Regions from separate parts of the Bos taurus genome. Here region 2 is linked to region 1. A link is a contact called in public Hi-C data. All regions are on one chromosome and are shown on one strand. The core of a region is the stretch at or near the end of the contact, and the rest is flanking DNA. Distances in the headings are between cores, read along the strand shown. Region 1 overlaps EMP1 (epithelial membrane protein 1). Region 2 overlaps GPRC5A (G protein-coupled receptor class C group 5 member A).

Region 1 (7,106 bases), core at 3,167-5,666:
GAGGTCTCTACTCGGTGCTCTGTGGTGACTTAAATGGGAAGGAAATCCAACAAAGAGGGGATACACATATACATAATGCTGATTCACGTCACTGTACGGTAGAAACTAATAGAACATTGTAAAGCAACTGTGTGTGTGCAGTTGTGTCCAACTCTCTGCGACTCCAAGGAGTATAGCCCACCTCTGTCCATGGGATTCTCCTGGAGCGGGTAGCCATTCTCTTCTCCAGGGGATCTTCCTGACCCAGGGATCAAACCAGGGTCTCCTGCATTGTAGGTGGATTCTTTTTTTTTATTTTATTTTATTTTATTTTTAAACTTTACATAATTGTATTAGTTTTGCCAAATATCAAAATGAATCCGCCACAGGTATACATGTGTTCCCCATCCTGAACCCTCCTCCCTTCTCCCTCCCCATACCATCCCTCTGGGTCGTCCCAGTGCACCAGCCCAAAGCATCCAGTATCGTGCATCGAACCTGGACTGGCATCTCATTTCATACATGATATTTTACATGTTTCAATGCCATTCTCCCAAATCTTCCCACCCTCTCCCTCTCCCATAGAGTCCATAAGACTGTTCTATACATCAGTGTCTCTTTTGCTGTCTCGTACACAGCGTTATTGTTACCATCTTTCTAAATTCCATATATATGCGTTATTATACTGTATTGGTGTTTTTCTTTCTGGCTTACTTCACTCTGTATAATAGGCTCCAGTTTCATCCACCTGATTAGAACTGATGCAAATGTTTTCTTTTTAATGGCTGGATTCTTTACCATCTGAGCCACCAGAGAAGCCCTGTAAAGCAACTATACTCTACTAAAAATTAATTTTTTTATTTTTTATCTTATAGTGATTGATTTACTACTTTTTTAAATATAAATTTATTTATTTTAATTGAAGGCTAATTACTTTACAATACTGTAGTGGTTTTGCCATACATGGATCTACCATGGATGTACATGTGTTCCCCATCCTGAATCCCTCTCCCACCTCCCTCCCCATCCCATCCCTCTGGGTCAACCCAGTGCAGTTGTCTGCATTGATCTTTTAGCTGGCCTTCCAGGAGCTCTGACAAACTTTAAATATAATGAGAGGTAAAGAATGTTAATTAGTATGGAGAAAGAAATTAGTAAAGTCAGTTCAAGCATGCCATGTTGAAGTGAGTTTGACAACTTGGTTTATGGAAGCAAATCTATATTTAAATATTACTGCCAGAATGATTTTAACTTTTTAAAAACAAGATGACCAAATGTCAGCTTCATTTGTGTAATCGATCACACTCATAAACCCAGTGCTATAATTCTCCAACTGATTTTGCAAGGCCTAGTTACCTCAAGAGCTCTTGCAAATTGTGTTCAAATACTCAAAACAGGTTTACTTTTGATTCATCTTCAAAATTACAGATATGTGTGCCCTTTGTAATTATTTTATGAGATCGAGGGAAAGTTGTGAAATCAAACTAAAATAGTAAGATTTCATCATTTCCAAAAGCCTGTCAATTATTGTACCAAGGAATAGGAATCATTCTAATGTTCCTAGGTAAACTGGATTTAAGCTATTGATATGCTAATAAACATGGGGAAATTAAGATTGATTCTAAATCTTGCAGTTGCAGAATAGAACAAGCAGTCCCAAGTTTAAGAACCTCCAGTTTAAAAAATTATATATTTGAAGCCAGTCAGAGTCATGCTACCTACCACTTTCTCCTATATTCAGTGGCAAATTCTGACATGACCAGGGAAGAGTGACTCCCAGGCAGCCATGCCCCCTTGGCGATTGACTCCTATTCATTTCCCATCTCTGCCTCTATCAGATACACTCCTGTTGCAATGAGGGGTCTGGAGGGGCAACAGAGGGGTCCAGGTTTCAAAATCTGACTAAGTCATTTCCATGGAAGATAACAATAATAGTTAAATCATTATTAGACTTATTTTCCAGGCTAGACTTACAAAAGTCATTTTAGCCCATATCATAAGTAAGATCATTTTAAATTATCTCTATGGACCATATGCTGTGAGTTCCAGACAATCAGCTTAGGAAGATAACTTTTGGAACCAACACACATAGGTCTCTAAGTGGCTATCAATAATCAATGCAATTTGATTAATTTAAAATATGTCAAAGTCTTATTTTCAGCTTTCATTGTGGGGTTTTTCTGTGTGTGCTTTACTCTGTGTAGTGATTTCATCCAAGGCCACCAGGGACTAAAAGATGACCTACTCCACATTGCAAGCACTCATCATATTGGTGTCACCATGAAACTGGGGTGTGCAGCATCAACTCTGCCTTCCACTCTTGATTCCAGGCCTCACTGCACCCAGAAAGCCTCAAAGCTTTCCTTCTGTCATACAGGTACATCCTAGGTTGTGCAATGAATGGGTTCGTGCAAATGTATGTGATACACACCTTTGCGAATTGCTTTATATGTTAAAGACACATTAGTGGAGTTGGCTATTTCAAAGAAAATTAGCAAGTGTCTCATTTCTTAATATCATAAGCCATTCTAATTCAAGATAATAACCTCTAATAGTTTGTGAAGTTCCTCTTTTTTTTTTTTTTTTTTTGCTTAAAAGGCTTAATGAAAGCAAGATGAAAGTATAGTAACATTCAGTTTTCTGAAAGAGTTATTGTATAAATGCCTAATGCATAGGAAGTAGCTTATTATATTGGATAAATGCCAAGTTGTCCAAATCAAACTGATTGACAACTTAATTAGGGGAAAATGTCATACATTTTTAGAAAGAAAACACCCACACAGTATAGGGAATCAGAATCTGTTTTTATATGCCTAGAGCTATAAACATTTGTATCAAAATATTTACAATTATAGTATATGAAATATCAATCTATTAAAGAAGAAGCCAAATACAGTACTAGAACAACCCACCAATGTAATGCAAATTACATGAGACATAAATGGCACAGAAACAAAAGACCAGGGAATACATGGTTCACTCCAGTCATAGTTTAACTTTTTAACACAACGCTAGTATCTCTTTTGGATATACCTGATATGCAAATCTGCCTCTGCACTCAAGACAGCCTTCTATAATCGCATGATCATTAAATCATAATTAAAAAGTTCATCGTCCCACATTTTTTTGCTTCCCAACCCATTTACCCCTAGTCCAGATAATTTGGTGGCCCACCCTCCACATTCCCCTAACCAGAATGAACATAAAGAAATAAACTTAGTAATAATCCTTTTATATAAATACCAGCAATTGTGGCATAACAGCTCCCCAAAAGGAAAACTATATAAGAAATGGAATGAAGGGGGAGCTGGAAGAAGAAAAGTAGGCAAGATGTCTCAGATTCTCCCTCGGGTAGATCTTCTCAAATTGATAAAGGAAGTGTCTTCCACCAAAACAAACAAACAATCCCTTTAGCCAGAATCTGAGATGGCTTAAACATAGCTGCGCCAGGCCAGAGCAATGACTGCTTAACCAGGATTACCATACTAATACCATACTTCTAAGTCCTACAAAGAAACACTCTTGCGGCAACAGAGAAGCTCAGTGACCATCGGACTGGGCACCACAAGAGTTTTTAGGGGTTTTTGCTTTTCCCTTAAAGAAAATATCTGCCCATCACCTATATTTTTATTTCTCTCACAGAAATTTTCTTATTTTCCTGGAAGTACAGACACTCTGTTCTTACTGTGACTGAAATCTAGTATGCTTAATACTTGACAATTGTATAGCACCTTTCACCCAAGGATGTGTGGTTTGGTTTGCATGTGTTTTAAGAAGCTTCCAAAATTGCCTTGCCTCATCCGTATTGTGGGACAGGCAGGACCTCTGATAGGCGACCCCTTCAGCTCATAAAGCTAGAGCCATCTCTGAGCCTAGGAGTTTTGATCCCCACCTTGGCTAATTAGATAAAACTTCCTCAAAAGGGTATAATTTAGGGGAAGAGTAACAGATTGAGTTGCAAGGATCTATGTCCATCTCTCTCACATCTTATACAACATGATTGCACAGAGAGAGGTTCCTAATAACATAACCCTGATATAATCCTGCTGTAGGACTGCCCCCTTTTCCCATAATTTGTGTGGTGCTCCCACCACTGAATTGCTTGTTTGTGGCTTTACAGAAATTCCAGAGTGCTGCCTTGGCTTTAAGCGAGAGACCAAGCAAAGTCCACGGCAAGAGGTCTCCACAAGGGACAGCTGTGTGAGGCCTGGTCTGAGTTGTGACCACGCCCCAGGCCTTCCACTGTGAAAATTTCTTTCTCAGTTTAGCTAAGCCACCAACTTGGCCTTAATCACTATGTCTCTTCTTCCCATTTTGTCACAAATACCACAGAGTTAAATCTCTGCTTAACAAAGAGGGATCCTGGCACACTGGCCAAAGTCCTCCCTCGAGCCCTTCACATGGTGATGTTTTGCTCTGGGTCAGAAGGGCAGGATGGCTTCCAGGCTTGGCTTATTCCACACAAAAACAATATCTGCCCTGGCCGGAACTTGTACCGCTGTGATAACTGGGTGCAGTGAGTCTGAAGACTGAATTCACCCTCGGAAGTGGAGCCAGTGATGTGGCAGCTGCTGGGGCCCCAGGCAGTGTGTGTAACGGAGAACAGCTGGAGGCCAAGCCACATCCAGGGAGCACCCGTCCCAGCCAACGGCTTTCTCCCAGGGCAGGGGCTGGACAGTACAGGACCCCCTCCATCATGTTTGGGTTTCAGCCCCTCCCCCCTTCCATCCCCTCCCCCCCATCCCTCTCCTGGTTTTTCCTGCTTAGCAACTTCCACTCCCCTCCCAAATTCAAGGGCTCCCTCCTCCCCACCCCCCAGGTCCCCAGTAAATGTGTTCAGCCTTATTTCTTTCTCAGGACCAGATAAAGGATGCCGATGATGAAGCTGAAGCAGAAGCAGATCCAGGTCAGGATGAAGGAATAGCCGTGGTGACTCGGCTCGTAGTTGTTTATAGAGCCGTTGGCATAGTGATGAGTGTAGATGGAGGCCCCCACCATGACGCACAGCCCTGCAGTGGGGAGAAATGATTCACTGTTGGTTTGGTTTCTTAACATTCAAAGCGAGAAAAAGATTTATAACTTTAGAAAGATCCTATGTTCCTCGTGGGCGATGGGAAAATGAAATCTGAAATTTGGCCCCCAGCGGTGGTTCTGTTGATTGGCCCCGAACCAGGCTTGATGGTTATGTTGCTGTACCATTGGTGTTTGAGTTCTCACACCTGCACTGGTTTGTGTGGCTGTGAAGTAAAACACAGCTTCTCTGGTCTTCCCCACCTCCTCTCCACTGGCTTTCCCATCTAGACCCCAGCACACAAGGACAGGCTGCCCTTGGGGGATGCAAAAGAATACACCTTCCATCAAACTGTGTGGTGTATTGGGAGAGAGGCAATGGCCATCAGCAATTTCATCTATCTAAGGACTCCCACATCCCCTGCCCCTTCAACTGTCTTGTATACAAGCTCTGGCTTCCCAGGTAGCTCAGTGGTAAAGAATCCACCTGCCATTGCAGGAGACACAGGTTCAATCTTTGGGTCAAGAAGATCCCCTGGAGGAGGAAATGGCAACCCACTCCAGTATTCTTGTCTGGAAAATCCCATGGGCAGAGGAGCCTGGCAGGCTACAGTCCATGGGGTCACAGAGTCGGACACAACTGAGTGACTGAGCACGAACCCATACAAGCGCTACAGCTGGGCAGACCCCGGCTCCTTGGTGTCTGCCCAGGAGCCCCAGGTTTAAACAGTGAAGCTGATGAGGGTTCTTATTTCAAGTAGCTATCAGGGGTTCTCCCCAGGAGCACAAATAACCAAGCCAGTAAATTGTACAAGGCAGTTTCACTGCTCCTAGTGCTCAGCTGTTCAAGCCACTGAGAGCCCCCAGGGTAAGATCTACAGGAAAGCTTTTTCTGAGTAAGCTGATACTCACAGCACACCAGCATGGTGGCCCCGGAGAGGAAGAAGCGGTTGCCTTTCTCCATGGTGAAGAGCTGGAACACGAAGACCACGAGGGAGATGACGGAGAAGATGATAGACAGGATCATGAAGGCCTGCACAGCCTTGAGGGCATCTGTGGACAGAGGGCAGGGGGAGTGAGGATGTCAGGCTACCCAGTCCCCAAGGGGCTGGCCATTCCTCAAGGGCACTGGGTACAATATCTTGGCACGTACCTTCACCAGCGTAGGAAAGGTTGTCACCACAGCCACCAGAGGTACAGTTTTTCCAAAGACCTACTGATCCTGTTCCCAAATCTGACACCACCCAGACCTGAAATCAAAAAGACATAAAGGAACTCTTCTCAGTACTCTGTTAGGTGGGAAAAGAATCTGAAAAAGAGTGGATATATGTATATGTATAGCTGATTAGCTCTGCTGTACACCTCAAGCTAACACAACATGGTAAATCAACTACAGTCCAATTTAAAAAAAAAAGAAATTTAAAAAACTGTTTAAAAACTAACTCCCTGGCTTGAAAGAAAAAGAAACAATCATCAACTTGTGTCTAGACTAAATCTTATGGAAGATGCCATATTTAGCCATAAACACGGCTAAGAAGCTCATTTCTAGGTGGAAATAACGTCTTGCTAAAACTGAAGTCGCAGAGGTCCCAAGAAAAAAAGAGAAAGAAGAATGTACGACCGAGGAGAAGTTACCTCACTCTCTGGACTTCACATCTCTCATTACTTAAAAAAGAAAGATTTAATTCAACCATTGGGTTTTTTGGGTTTTTTTTTTTAAATCATTCTAAGGCTCTAAGAAACGGAAACCCTGCGTGAGGAAATTGATTTTAAAGATGTACAATTCATACACCCTACCAAGACTGTTTCCAATAAAGGGCCTGGCAAAGAAGGTGAAAAAAGCTAAGGAAAAAATGATCAACTGGAAAAAAAGGAAGAAACATAAAGGCAGCAAAGAAAACAGCCTTGAGACTGGGAGATCAATAAGCCACGTTCATCTAAATAGAAGGATAAACCTTGATTGCCACAACATGAAAAGTAATTTCATAATAACATAGTCCAGTCAGAGCTATCCTGTGGGGGTAGCTGAAAGTAGAAAAACGACCCAATATGTATTCACCGAGGCTCACCACAGTGCCAGCGCCCCCTCCTTCCAGGCCCAAGAGAAACAGTTATCC
Region 2 (7,106 bases), core at 3,115-5,614, 340 kb after region 1:
GCTGACAGAAAGCGTCCTCCACAGGGTAATCCATGGGGTTCTGTTGCCTCGTGAGCAGGTGAAACTCGGGTGCAATGTAAGCCAACAGGAAAACCCAGCCATTGGCCACCAAGGCTGAACTGAGGATGGTGTCATCCCACTGGGGGCTGAGGGTAGGGACCAAGAGCAGGGTGATCCACGCCACCCAGATGGCAATGGAGAGGATCGTGGTGAGGTAGATATGGGCCCCGTGTCTCTTCCAGGCAGTAAAGGATCCCTGGAAGCTGAAAGAGGCCGTGAGGAAGGTCAGCGCCATGAGGAAGAGGACGTAGATGAGCAGCATGACGAAGTCCTCGTTGCGCCGTGGGGGAGAAAGCTCAGAGAAGATGTTGACGTTGGTCCTGTTCATGGTGAGGACCACGTACTCGATGGCAATGATGTCCTGCACCAGACTGAAGCCCAGGGCCAGGCCCAGCATCACCAGCATGGACAGTGGCTGCCTCCCTCGCACCAGCTTCGTCAGGTTGAAGGCGTGAACCAGCAGGCAGGAGAAGCAGAGGGCGAAGAGGACGCCGAAGAGGAAGAACCGCGTGGGCCCCGTGCCGCCGTTGAGTGTGATGATGAAGGCGAAGGTGAGGCCGAAGATCCCCAGCACACCCAGGAGGAAGAGGAACTGCGTGGGGAGCAGTTTGCGCTTATTGGAGTCCTGCACCTTGCAAATGAGGACCAGCAGGGCGATCATGAAGGCCACCGAGGCTACAGCCCCCACGCCAGCCAATGCCTCTAAGACGATGCCCCAGGCTGCCTTCTTATCACAGAGTCTGTAGTACCTGGAGTCCAGGTCTGAGCGGCAACCAGCAGGGGCTACTGTGGACATTCTGGTCCTGCAAGAAAGCAAAGTTGGGCTGGGGGTGAATCTCTCCCATAAACTCAGGCACAGAGGACCAGAAACAATTCAGAAACAATCTTGTATATCTGCTGCTGCTGCTGCTAAGTCACTTCAGTCGTGTCCGACTCTGTGCGACCCCATAAACGGCAGCCCACCAGGCTCCCCCGTCCCTGGGATTCTCCAGGCAAGAACACTGGAGTGGGTTGCCATTTCCTTCTCCAATGCATGAAACTGAAAAGTGAAAGTGAAGTCGCTCAGTCGTTTCCGACCTTCAGCGACCCCATGGACTGTAGCCCACCAGGCTCCTCCATCCATGGGATTTTCCAGGCAAGAGTGCTGGAGTGGGGTGCCATTGCCTTCTCTAGTCAGGGTTTTTTGGAGAAGGCAGTGGCAAGTGAAGTGAAAGTTGCTCAGTTGTGTCCAACTCTTTGCAACCCCATGGACTATACAGTCCATGGAATTCTCCAGGCCAGAATACTGGAGGAGGTAGCCTTTCCCTTTGCCAATCCAGGGATCGAACCCAGGTGTCCCACAATGCAGGTGGATTCTTAACCAGCTGAGCTATTAGGGAAGCTCAAGGACATGGCAACCCAATCCAGTATTCTTGCCTGGAGAATCTCATGGACAGAGGAACCTGGTGGGCTACAGTCCATCGAGTGGCAAAGAGTTGGACATGACTGAAGCTACTTAGCACAGGCAGTCAGGGTTTTACCCCTGAATTTACAACGTTAGATCAAGCTACTAGCTGTTCTCCACCTCTCATGGCAAATTCTAAAGGCTGATGAAGGGAAGGGACTCCTCGTACCTCCCTCCCCGCAATTTAACTATATTCATATTTTCCCTGAAGCCAGGAAACCCAAAACTTTGAATGCAGTATTTGAGCCACATCTCAAGAAATAACGTCACAAAGAACTTGCCGGGGTTCCTGATATTTTTGACTAGTGCTTTCTTAGGAACTGGTGACCATGGAATTATCTAACCATAAAGTTAATACTTTGTGAATTCCTTGTCGGTTCAGTGGTTAGGACTCCGCACTCTCACTGGCAGGGCCCGAGTTCGATCCCTGATCAGAGAACTAAAATCCCACAAGCCTTTGAATCATATTAACAGTCTCCAGTTTTTTTCTACCTCAGGCCCAGCCACAGATGTTATCTGTAAGCCTCCGAATCTCTCTCAGACAAGAGAATCATAGGTATTATCTGAGTTATCTGAACCATAGATTTCTCTGCAGAGTGTCAGCCTTCCCCTCTTAGCCACTGAGCCCTCATCTTGAGTTCTGCTGCCACACATCATTTTCCCTCCCTAATTAACATTTGTAAGGATGGCACTGCTGATCCCAAAAGAAATGGAACCAGTCTTCCCTGTCATAGGCTTGGCCATGCTGCATGGCCATGCGGGATCTTAGTTCCCCAACCAGGGATTGAACCCATGCCCTCAGCAGTGAAAGTGTGGGGTTCTAACCACTGGACCACCAGGAAGGTCCCCATAGTGAACTCTTAATAAGCTACTCGTAAGGAGGGACATCCTGGATGACACATCCTGGAATAACATCCTGGAAAACAGGAGGTGATCCAACAGAAAATGTTACCAATAGCTAATGCTCCTTTTGGGGCTTCCTTGGTGGCTCAGATGGTTAAAAAAAAAAAAACAAAAACAATACCCTGCCTGCAATGCAGGAGACCCAGGTTCAATCCCTGGGTCAGGAGAATTCCCCTGGAAAAGGGAATGGCAACTCACTTCAGTATTCTTGCCTGGAAAACCCCATGGACAGAGGAGCCTAATAGCTTCTCAACAGATCTATAATTTTTTTTTTCTGAATTATTTAACGGTTTTTAAGTTTCTATGACACAATAGAAAGCTTTTGTTTTGTTGTATGCTGTTTATTTTTTTTATTTTATTTTTTGTCTTTTTGCTATGTTGCAGGGGTGCTATGTGAGATCTTAATTCCCTGATTAGGGGTGGACCCCATGTCCCCTGCATTAGAAGCACAGAGTCTTAACCACTGAGCCCCAGGGAAGTCCCTCTAAGCTTCACTTTGTAACCCGGCCATTCATTCAACCAGCACCACCGTGTGTCCATCATTCTTCCAGATGATCAACTGGTAAAGGGGAAACACACATCAGACATGTTTCTTCTATAGTAGAAAAAACAGATCTAACCTGCCACTGCTGCATAGCCTTCCCATGGACTCCCCTGGCCAGGGGTCTGTCACCTGGACTCCAACCCAGGGATATAACACCCTGGTCATCCCAACCGCATGCAGGGCACAGAGCAAAGAATGGGTTATGTTCTACCTCCGCAAGGCAGTACAGAATGAGATGCAAAAGGACAAAGAAAGGCAGATGAGCTTCAGATACAGGCAACCCCTGAAATACAAGGCCCCCCAAAGTCTGATATGGGTGGTACAGGACGGGGAGAGGGACAGGCCCCCCTGTCCATGCTGAGGATGCAGAAGAGGAAGGGCCTGGTCTAGTTCAAGGGCAGCATCCGCAGGGGAAGGGACCAGGCTCCACTTTCTCCTCCCTTAGCACCTCCTCGCCTCACTCCTCTCAGATTAATCATAAGGGCGGTTGCCAGCTGGAAAGGTATTTCTCTCACCCTCTGTGCCCCTCCCTGGCACTGCTCCTTCCCCACCCCTCAGGGCAGTGCTGTTGGCTGACAAGTTATTGTTGTCATAATTATCTGATAATTGTAAAGGACTCTGAACCAGTTTACTCTGAACCCTCAATCTTGAGAGACTGATGAGGTTTTCCACTAAGGGAACATTGTGGTGCTGCACAGAGGGGTGGTCAAGCAGAGACACCTGCCCCCCGCCCCCCTCACTTCTGTGCAGCTGCACAGGGAGGGTTTGTGTACTGGGGCCTCCTGGCACCCACAGACCAGGATCCAACACTGTGAGCACGCAAGGTGGGGGTCCCCGAGGAAAGAGAACCAGGTATGACTTTCTTAACATAAGAGAAAACATTTTTAACCTAAACCATTTTGCGATCTATGCCTGGCCATAAGACTTGCCCTTGAATAGGTCTCAGCAATTAACGATTTTTTTTTTTGGCTATACCTCTCATCATCTGAGATCTTAACTCCCCAACCAAGGATCAAACTCATGCCCCCTGCATTGGGAGCAAGGAGTCTTAACCACTGTACCATCAGGGAAGGCCCCACTAGGTTTTTTAGCCAGATCTCAAGCATCATTCTCTACATAGCTGCTTCAGCATACATTTGTAAAGGACAAAACTCCTTTTTAAGTTAATTGAACTTTAGAAATTAACAATGACTCTTTCATATCAAATGGATATCCAATTAAGGTTCATGGTTCTCAATTCTCTCAAATTAAGAATATTTGAAAACCTTTTCAAATGAAAACTTCTTGGTAATTTTTTTTTATCTGAGTGACTAATTTTTTGAAACTATCCTTCCTATTTCACCTCTCACTCCTCCGCCACCCTTTCCCCAACATGACAGCGATTGCGCAACGGGTCTGAAATGTCCCTAGCAGTTTACATTTTCTCAGAGGGAAATAAAACTGAACAAACTCACTCACAGCAGATCTGCACTGAGAAGGCATTGGGTCACGCAGGGAATGGCCCAGACGAGCCGCCACGATCGGGGATGGGGAAAGGGACAGGGTTCTGAGGAGCTGACGTCCTTTAGAAAGCAGGGTTTGAGGAAGAAAAGAGCAGTACCACCATTTGAGAATAGAAACCTCCAGGAGCTAAAGCAACAGCCTCGGAGAAGAACCTGAGGGCTGGAGCAGAAAGAGAAAGGAGACTAGAGGTCATGCAGTCATCATTCGTACCCAGAGTCAAGGGCAGAGAGACCTATGGGACTTCCCCGGTGGTCCAGTGGTTAGGACTCCATGCTCTCACTGCCGTGGCCCAGGTTCAATCCCTGGTCAGGGAACTGAAGTCTTGCAAGCTTTACAGCACAGTCAAAAAAAAAGGAAGGGTGGGCAGAGAGACCTAGAGTCCGACCAAGAAAGCAGGTGCTCTACAAAGGCCAAAGGAGGACAAAAAGAGACAATTTACTCTTGGACCTGCTCTGAAGAGGAGGGAAGGTCTCCTAACTCATTCTCACAATGGGTCAAGCATGGTTGTATACAACTCACTTGTCTAAGTCTTGCAATCACTTTTATTTTTATTTATTTATTTGGCTGTGCCAGGTCTTAGTTGGGGCACACTGAATCTTTTAGGTGTGGTATGTGGGATCTAGTTCGCTGACCCGGGTTGAACCCGGGCCCCCTGCTTTTCGAGCATGGAGTCTTAGTCACTGGCCCACCAGGGGAGTCCCAGGCTTAGGCTCTCAGGGTCACTCTCTTTGAGGCTGGGGGACGAGCCATCACCTGTACATCCTCAGCCCCTGCCTACCTCTCCAGCCTCATGGCTGACCATGCCTTCCTCATCATCCCCATATGTGTGCTTCTCATTGTCCTCCCAACAAGCCCCACTATCTCGCTTCAAATCTGCCATCCCCATCTGCATGGGACGTTCTCCCTGACATCCCTCACCTTAGAGGTCCCCTCTTCCAGGATGTTTCCCTGGATGCCCTAGTCTGATGAGAGATTGCTGTTGTTGTTTACTCACTAAGTCATGTCCAACTCTCTGCAACCCCATAGACTGTAGCCTGCCAGGCTCCTCTGTCCACGGAATTCTCCAGGCAAGAATAGTGGAGTAGGTTGCCACTTCCTACTCCTGGGGATCTTGCTGACCCAGGGATTGTGTCTCCTGCATTAGCAGGCAGATTCTTTACAGCTGAGCCACCGCGGAAGCCCCCTGATGAGAGAGATACATCCCCTGAATTCCCAGAGAGCCTCCACATCGCCTGCATTTATCACAAAATCCTGTAGTGCCTCTTAGTGAGTCTTTGTCTTCTAAATTCAAAACCTCCTTAAAGCAGGGATTGAGCTGTTAAAATTCTCTACCTGACCACTAGCCTTGCGCCTGACGCAGTGAAGGTGAAAGTCGCTCAGTCGTGTTTGACTCTTTTTAACCCAAGGGACTATACGGTCCATAGAATTCTCCAGGCCAGAATATTGCAGTGGGTACCCTTTCCCTTCTCCAGGGGATCTTCCCAACCCAAGGCTCAAACCACATTGCAGGTGGATTCTTTACCAGCTGAGCCACAAGGGAAGCCCAAGAATACTGGAGTGGGTAGCCGTTTCCTTCTCCAGCGGATCTTCCCAACCCAGGAATAGAACCGGGGTCTCCAGCATTGCAGGTGGATTCTTTACCAGCTGAGCCACCAGGGAAGGGCAAGCACCTAACCAGGATGGATGAGTGAGCATGTGGATAGAAGTAGAATCTGATGGGGAGCAGGGCTACTCTTGAGACAGTGGGGTGGGGTGGGATTCCTCATAAGCCTCCATTGCGTTCATCCCCAGCTCTAACTCCCTTTCACCCATCCTCCTTAGGTGGGTCTGAGGTAGGAGTCTGGCCACAGCTGGGCTACTAAGTGATTCCAGGGGCCTCCAGGTAGCTTGGATCCTGAGTAAGCAGATCTAAGCAGAGGTTTTACTGGAATCCAGTCATTCGCTCCCACCCAATTCTCTGATGACTAAACCCTGCACTATGGAGGAAGATGGTGAGGTTTCAGCATAGCCCCAGACACGAGCAAGGACCTTGAGTCATAAGGGTGAGACCCCCTTCACTTATTACAGCAGCTGAGCCAACCACGCCCATCTAGTAATCCACCAACACCCACAGCCAAGACCCCGACAGCCCTTGGTGCTGGCTTAAACCCTTTTCAGATGAGTCAGTGCATGACCGAAAGGTTAAAAAAACAAAAGACGGAGGAAAGAGAAAGGGAAAAGAAAAAGAACCAAAGCGGGGGTTGCGGGGGGGAGACGAGAGGGAAGCAGGGAGGGAGGGAGTCACTGAGCTCTATTCCAAGGCCTCTGACTCCGATCTTTAGGACAGAGGGGTTTCAGCTGCCTCTCTCTGGTGGACACCATCTCCTGGAGCCTCCGTTCTCTCCTCTATGAAAGGCAGCTGGGTGCTGAACTAGGCATTCTGAGCCCATGTCCAACTTTGTAGACAATTCCCAAGTCTCTTTCTCCCATCCCCTCATCCTGCTTCCTGCCCCATCTCCTGTCATTAAAAGAATCTCTGCCCCAAACTACTAACGAAACTCCAGACCAGGGCTGGAGGTGAGGTTGAAGGGTCTGAGTACCGGCTCAGGACACAAGGGGAACACTCGCCTGCCAGACAGAGCTGCAGAGTCACTGGAGCAGGACTGACCCTAG

Evidence for each region. Hi-C and Micro-C count contacts between places; a contact is called where the count stands out from the background.
Region 2: a contact with region 1 is called in a Hi-C map of liver, with 2.8 times the contacts expected there. A contact is called at or near these places in 3 of 11 Hi-C or Micro-C datasets (liver, skeletal muscle and skin fibroblasts).

The regions. Positions count from the first base shown.
Region 1 is chr5:96,629,480-96,636,585 of ARS-UCD2.0, forward strand. It overlaps EMP1 (epithelial membrane protein 1), which reads right to left. Exons shown (of 6, transcript XM_010805480.4): 4 at 6,143-6,239; 5 at 5,902-6,042; 6 at 2,765-4,988. The coding sequence ends at 4,822. Among named protein-coding and RNA genes, the nearest start is that of EMP1, 21 kb to the right of the region's middle.
Region 2 is chr5:96,965,582-96,972,687 of ARS-UCD2.0, forward strand. It overlaps GPRC5A (G protein-coupled receptor class C group 5 member A), which reads right to left. Exons shown (of 4, transcript NM_001034515.1): 2 at 1-863. The coding sequence starts at 856. Among named protein-coding and RNA genes, the nearest start is that of GPRC5A, 11 kb to the right of the region's middle.